Linked DNA regions of Gossypium hirsutum: region 1 is linked to region 2. A link is a contact called in public Hi-C data. All regions are on one chromosome and are shown on one strand. Each heading gives the region's core, a stretch centred on a gene start, on an enhancer-like site or on the middle of the called end of the contact. The rest is flanking DNA. Distances are from core to core; before and after follow the strand shown. Region 1 holds the start of LOC107945765 (cytochrome P450 81Q32). Region 2 overlaps LOC107916846.

Region 1 (2,961 bases), core at 316-2,815, 150 kb after region 2:
AAGCACTGAATCAATGATCCTAAAGCCAGACCCACCGTTCGTTGAGCTAGATTGGCCCCTGGACACGACCTCCTACCCAACCCAAACGGCAAGAGCTTCTGAGAATGCTCTATTTTCTCACTATTACCATCAAATCTCTCAGGCTTAAAGCTTGTTGGATCATCCCATACGTTCGGGTCTCGATGGATGGCCCATGCGTTCACCAACACAATTGTGCCACTTGGCACGTCGTATCCTCCTATGCTGCAATCAGTGGATGGCATGTGTGGGACCAAAAGAGGCGCTGCAGGGTATAACCTAAGTGTCTCATATATTATACTTTGAAGGTAATGCAGTTTGGGAACATCTGATTCTTCAATCAGCTTTTCTTCACCAATTAAATTGTCTATTTCATCTCTAGCTTTCTTCAGCACTTGCGGGTGATTTAACAAATTGGCCATTGCCCACTCCATTGTCACTGATGATGTATCAGTTCCTGCAAATAGGATCACCTGCACACGACACAGCAATATTCTTAATTTCATCATACTTACAAAGTATTGATCAGAGTAGAAAGACTGAAACTAACCATTATGAACCCCTTGATAATTTCATCAGTGTAGTAAAGAGGATCAGATTCTTGCATGGAAAGGAGATGATCAATCATACTATTATTCTTCAGTTTATTACTTCGATGGTCGTCAACCAACTTCTGCAAAAATCCATCCAATCTTTTTCCAAGCTTTTTCAGCTTTCCTTCAAACCCTAGACCAAACCAGTTCAACACAGGCAAGTAATCTGCTGGATTTCCCGTTCCACTGTTCTTAGCTACCTCCACCATAAGCTCCCTAAACTCCCTGGCTTCTTCTTCATTCGTCACTTCATCCCCGTAGTACCGTTTTCCCGCCAACATCCTCATTATGTTGTTAAACGTCAAGTCGGAAAGCATGGGTTTCAGCTCCACTTTGACGAAGTCCTGACGCGAATCAGTCGACAGTCTTAGCATCAACCGCCTGGTTTCGTCTTTCCGAACGTTTACGGAGGCGTTTAGGCGACCCGAAGAGAAGATCTCGGTGGCACCAATTCGACGTAAGTTGCGCCAATGATCACCGTAAGACGAGGAGATAAGTGTAGTGTAATTGTAGCCTAAGTGCTTGGCGATGATGAACTTGGGTCGGTTTGCGAAAATGATATCATTCTTGATCAAACATTCCTCGGCTGCGGTCGAGGACGACACCACGACCATGAGCCGGGAACCAAGCTTGACAGAGAAGATCGGACCATATTTTTGGGAGAAAGTGTGGTGCAAACGATGGATGGGTGGTTTTAGGAGGTGAAGGTGGCCAACAATGGGGAGTGACGGTGGGGTTGGGGGGAGGTTTTTACGGTGTCTTCTTGATCGAAGAAACAAGTTTAAACAAATGATGAAAAATATAAAAGAAAGAAATGAGTAGAGAGTTATTGATTCTTCCATTCTTTTTGGCTTTACTTTTGATGGGTTTTTTTTCTTCTTTTTATTGAAACACCTAAAATGTTTATATATCGGGCTTACATATAAGTGTCGTCCAAACAATTAACTCTAGTTTCCAAATTTGACCTACTTTTCAATGGGTCAAATGTTTGATTTTTCAAATGCACTAGAAAGTTTGATCTTTTAGGGTCATACCATGTTTTGCATTACTTATCTACGAGTCGAAGTTAAGAAATTTTGTTAGGGAAATTAAGATATAATGCATGAATTTGATGAATTTTAGTCCTTCATACTTTTGAATTGCTCAATTTTAGACCTATACTTTTTTGTTTTTGAAATTTTAGGTAACGTTGGTTAAATTCTGTTATTATGCGTAAAATTGTACATTTAGAGCTAGTTTAGCATTACTTTTGAAAAATGTTTTTAAAAAGTTTGATTTAAAATCTAAATGTTTAGTATTGTTGACAAAAAAAACCTTTTAAGAGCTAAAATATTCATTTTAGTCGTGATGTTGTAAACTAAAAAAAATGCATTTAAATAGTATTTAAATTTTTTATATTACAATATTTCAATAAAATATAAAAAATAATTTATTGTAATTCATTATTAAAATTTTGATTATGAAATACAAATTTTGAATATTTTAAAGTAATTAATATTAATTATTTGTAAAATTCAATTTGAATATATAAATTATATTAGACACCAAAAGCATTTTAAAAAACAATCCAACATGTATATTTTTTCAATAAAACTAAAATGTAATTTAAAATATAATAAAAGAGTTTTGACCTACCTAGGTCAAACATGCCTCCTGCATGCCATACGTCATTCATTGCACTTGAAATAATTGAGTTCCTCCGCTCGACTCCGTCTCCATTTGTGCTTCTTCTTTTTCATGGACTCAACCCGATCTTTTAGGGTCAGATTTTTTTTCGGAAAATTGGGTTGGAGCGAGTTGAGTTTAGTGAAATTAAAAAATACTCAGGTCGGGTTGGATTTGAGTCCGATTCTATCTTGAGAAATACCCTTAATATATACATTAATACATATATTAAATTTTTGTTTTCAATAAACAAATATATAAATAAAAATAAATAAATACACTAAGTTTTAAGTTCAAACTAAATAATAATAATCTTATTTGGTTTAAAATAATTAAATCAAATTCGGGTCGAGGTGAGGCGAGGCGAGGCGAAGTCTGATCTATTATTAAATTTTGAGTTTGGGGTGGATTTTTTTTTCTTAAGAGTTGAGGTTAGGTCAGGGTCGGGATGGATTGGTCAAATTTTGAGTTAGGACGAGCAAAAACTTACCCCACATTGTTGCCATCCCTAATTCTTGTTAAGTTTTTTTTACATAACATCTTGTTTAAGTTTGAGTTGAATATAAGTGATGAATTAAAAAAAAAACTAGTTTTTCAATTCTAGGTAAATTTTTGTTTTCATCATTTAATTTTAAAAAATTATATTTTGGTCACTAATATTTTTCAAATTGTTTTTTTTGTTACC
Region 2 (3,306 bases), core at 222-2,721:
AAGATAATGAGTTTACCATCTAAAATTTATTATTTTTTAAGTTTGAGAAATGGATTTTTATTTTTATTTTTGCATTCTTTTTCATTTTTTTGAGACTTTTTAAGATAGAGTGAGAGAGTTTTGATCTGAAACTTTCTTTTTCGTTAGAATATTTATTTTTATTATCACCGCTATTTTTATACTAAACCACACATTAAACCCATCTTTATATTTTAAATTTCCATTGTTGAAAGCTTAAAATATTCGAGAGAGTATAAAAGCTTGAGTGACATAATATCCAAAGTTATCACCACCTAACATGCAATTGGCCGTGCCTAATATGCTTATTACCTAATATACTCTAAATGCATGTAATTTCTCTTAAATGATAAAAGTGAAAACCTATTTTAAAAATAATTCAACGTGACTTCAAGCGTACTTAAATTATTTTTTATTTAATTTAAAAATTGGAGAAAAATAAAGATAAATTTATCTAATTTCTTAAAAATATTAATCGATAATTGATTATACTTCAACTATAATTGAAATGATTAAATTCACATAAATTCGAGTAATATGGTCAATTAATTAAAAAAAATATTGGTTTGAGTGAAAGGATTAAATATATGGAATAATATTTAGTACACTATCAATGAAGTTTTTAGACTCCGCAAGGAAGATCAGGGGATTAACAAGTATTATATAAGAGTATAGTAAAATATTTAAAAAATAAATATTTTTTTAACAAAGAATTCACATGGTAATTTTTAAAGTTTGCTTGTGAAATAAATAAAAAGAGCGCATTATCAGTGTATCCAATACTAACCCTAAATATATATTATATATATACTAATTTTTTTATCCTATGCGATGCACTGGTTAGGTTGCATGTATCAATTTTAATATTTTATATTTATTTTTTAGAAAATTATTATAATATTTAAAACATTTCAATAATATTATGATTGAAAAAATTAAAATAATATAAATTTTTAATTATTAAAATTATGATAATTTGTAATATGGTAAATATAAAAATCAATGAAATCTCACCCAATATATTGATAGATGAGGATCTATAGTAAATCAAAATGTTTCCTTATGCATTTGAAAATAATTTAACCAACATCTAATTTAGCATAAATTTGGAGTTAAACATAAATAAATATACGTACAAATCATAATTATATAAAGAAAATAAGTAAATAAATGTAAATAAATATACATATTCATGCAATATTAAGAAAATATTTTAAAAAAAGAATCACTTTAATTCACATGTCATTATACGTTATAAATATATACATAAGAATATAATATTTAGAATATATATATATATAAACTAATTTCACATAACTATAGTTAGTATGACATAAATACAACAATTAAAAATAAATAAAAATGGGCTATTAAAATAAACTTAAAACCAAGGAATTATACCATGCCCAAAGTTTTTGGGCGAAAAGCTTGCTGGGCCAAGTTGAGATGATAGAGTGGCCCTCGCGAGTTAAGCCACCGTCGTCTACAATGACATGATATAAATGCTATAATGAAAAACATGACCTTCCTTTTGATCAATGCCTTGCATCGCAAGTAGCAACTTACTTTTTTAACTACTATTTATATACATACTTTAAAAAAAAGAACAACTTGAATCCCAAGAAATAAATTAGCTAATGTCTAATAAATATTTCAAAATATTATAAATAGGATTTCTCAATAATGTTTAAATATTTTTAAATTGAAACTTGAAAACCAAAAAAAAGAAGTAAATAAATGGTGAAACAAGCACGATGCCCAGCAAATCATTAGCACATGATTAAATGTGCTGGAGAGAGAGAAGGAATCATTTTAAAGAAATCCAAGCCATGTGGGTTTTAGGCTGGAAATTATTACCACCTTCTTCCCCACGGAATCAATCACATGCAAGGTGAATATTACCACCTTGAGAATGGAAGACATGGGCCTACTGCCCCCCTTCTTCCTTAACATCAACAAACAAATAGAATAAGTAGATTTTTCAATTGTGCCATGCACCCTCCCTTTTTCCATCACCCAATTGTTGGACAGTATTTCCCTACTGCCACACTGACAGCATGTTGACTTCTTTCATCTCAATATACCAAATATTAAGTGCTTCTCATGTTTCATAACTTTCTTATATCAATTTCATAAAAACATACTCTCTTTTTTATATTTTATTGTTTTTTGAACTTTTTTTTAAAATTCCACATCTTTTTTGTAGTTAGGCGAAATGGGCTGAATTTCGGACAAAAATAAAGGAAAAGGTATGATGATCAGTAATAGACCAAAAGTTGGCACGAGGGCCTTGAGGCCGTCTAACTCTGTACAAGTTTTGTTGTTAAGGCAACTTCAATTATGGGTCAGTGATGGTACCTTAATGTCCCTGCTTGGGATCGGTTCACTACTACCCAAGTTGTACCACTTTAAGCAAAATGAAGCATAGAGTGGTTAGAATGGATGAGAAGTAGGAACCCACAAAAGCCGACATGCAAGCCAATAGGGAGTAATGGTTCAAATATTCCCTCATTATATTCTCGATCTTCAAATTCACAATGCCTGATAATGGTATCACTACACCAAAACAGGCTTTTAGCGGCATTTTTTTAGGCCTTTAGCGGGCTTTTTAGCGCCGCTAAAAGTACTCCGCTAAGAACAAGACCTTTAGCGGCGCTTCTCCCACAAACGCAACTAAAGACCAAGACCTTTAACGGCGCTTTTATCACAAACGCCGCTATAGACTATGACCTTTAGCGGCGCTTTTATCACAAACGCCGCTATAGACTATGACCTTTAGCGGCGCTTTTATCACAAACGCCGCTAAAAACATAATCTTTAAAAAAAATTATTTTAATCAAATAATATTTATTTTTATGATAAATATTATATTATGTTTTGTTTTTTAAATTTGAACTTTAAATATACTTTTTAAGGATAAATAAAAATATTATTTAAATTAAATTTTCTATGAAAATTTTAACTTTAAAACTAAATATAAAAATTAATGAATTTAGTTTTAGAATTTAAAATAATAAATTAATAACACAATTAAAATCCAAAAGTTAGAACTGAAGTTGTCGTAAATATTAAATTAAAAATAAAAATTTAGAATCAAAACTAAAATAAATAATACATATGAGAAACACACTGACTAGTTGAACTTGCCTATGACTATACACATTGCAAGGTAATAAAAAATAAAATGCAGTCTGCTGCACCATCTTTGCTCTGCAAGTTTTCATTGAAGGCATTCCAAACTATATCCTGCAATATAAACATGCATTATTCATAAGAAAGATAAAAGGT

Evidence for each region. A called contact is a pair of places that touch in the nucleus more often than the background predicts.
Region 1: a Hi-C map of hypocotyl shows a contact between it and region 2, with 4 times the contacts expected there. The contact joins the promoter of LOC107945765 here to the enhancer-like site in region 2. A contact is called at or near these places in 5 of 34 Hi-C or Micro-C datasets (callus, cotyledon, hypocotyl and 1 more).

What each region holds. Positions count from the first base shown.
Region 1 is chrD12:9,981,532-9,984,492 of Gossypium_hirsutum_v2.1, forward strand. LOC107945765 (cytochrome P450 81Q32) reads right to left here and starts at 1,566. Exons shown (of 2, transcript XM_016879881.2): 1 at 569-1,566; 2 at 1-491. The coding sequence starts at 1,453.
Region 2 is chrD12:9,829,525-9,832,830 of Gossypium_hirsutum_v2.1, forward strand. LOC107916846 reads right to left here. Exons shown (of 9, transcript XM_041108419.1): 9 at 3,105-3,264. Among protein-coding and RNA genes, the nearest start is that of LOC107916846, 4.9 kb to the right of the region's middle. Within about 2 kb of position 1,472, at least 2 of the 9 cell types and tissues checked have an H3K27ac peak or open chromatin away from gene starts, as enhancers often do. A contact at or near this core is called in hypocotyl and leaf, where this site is marked.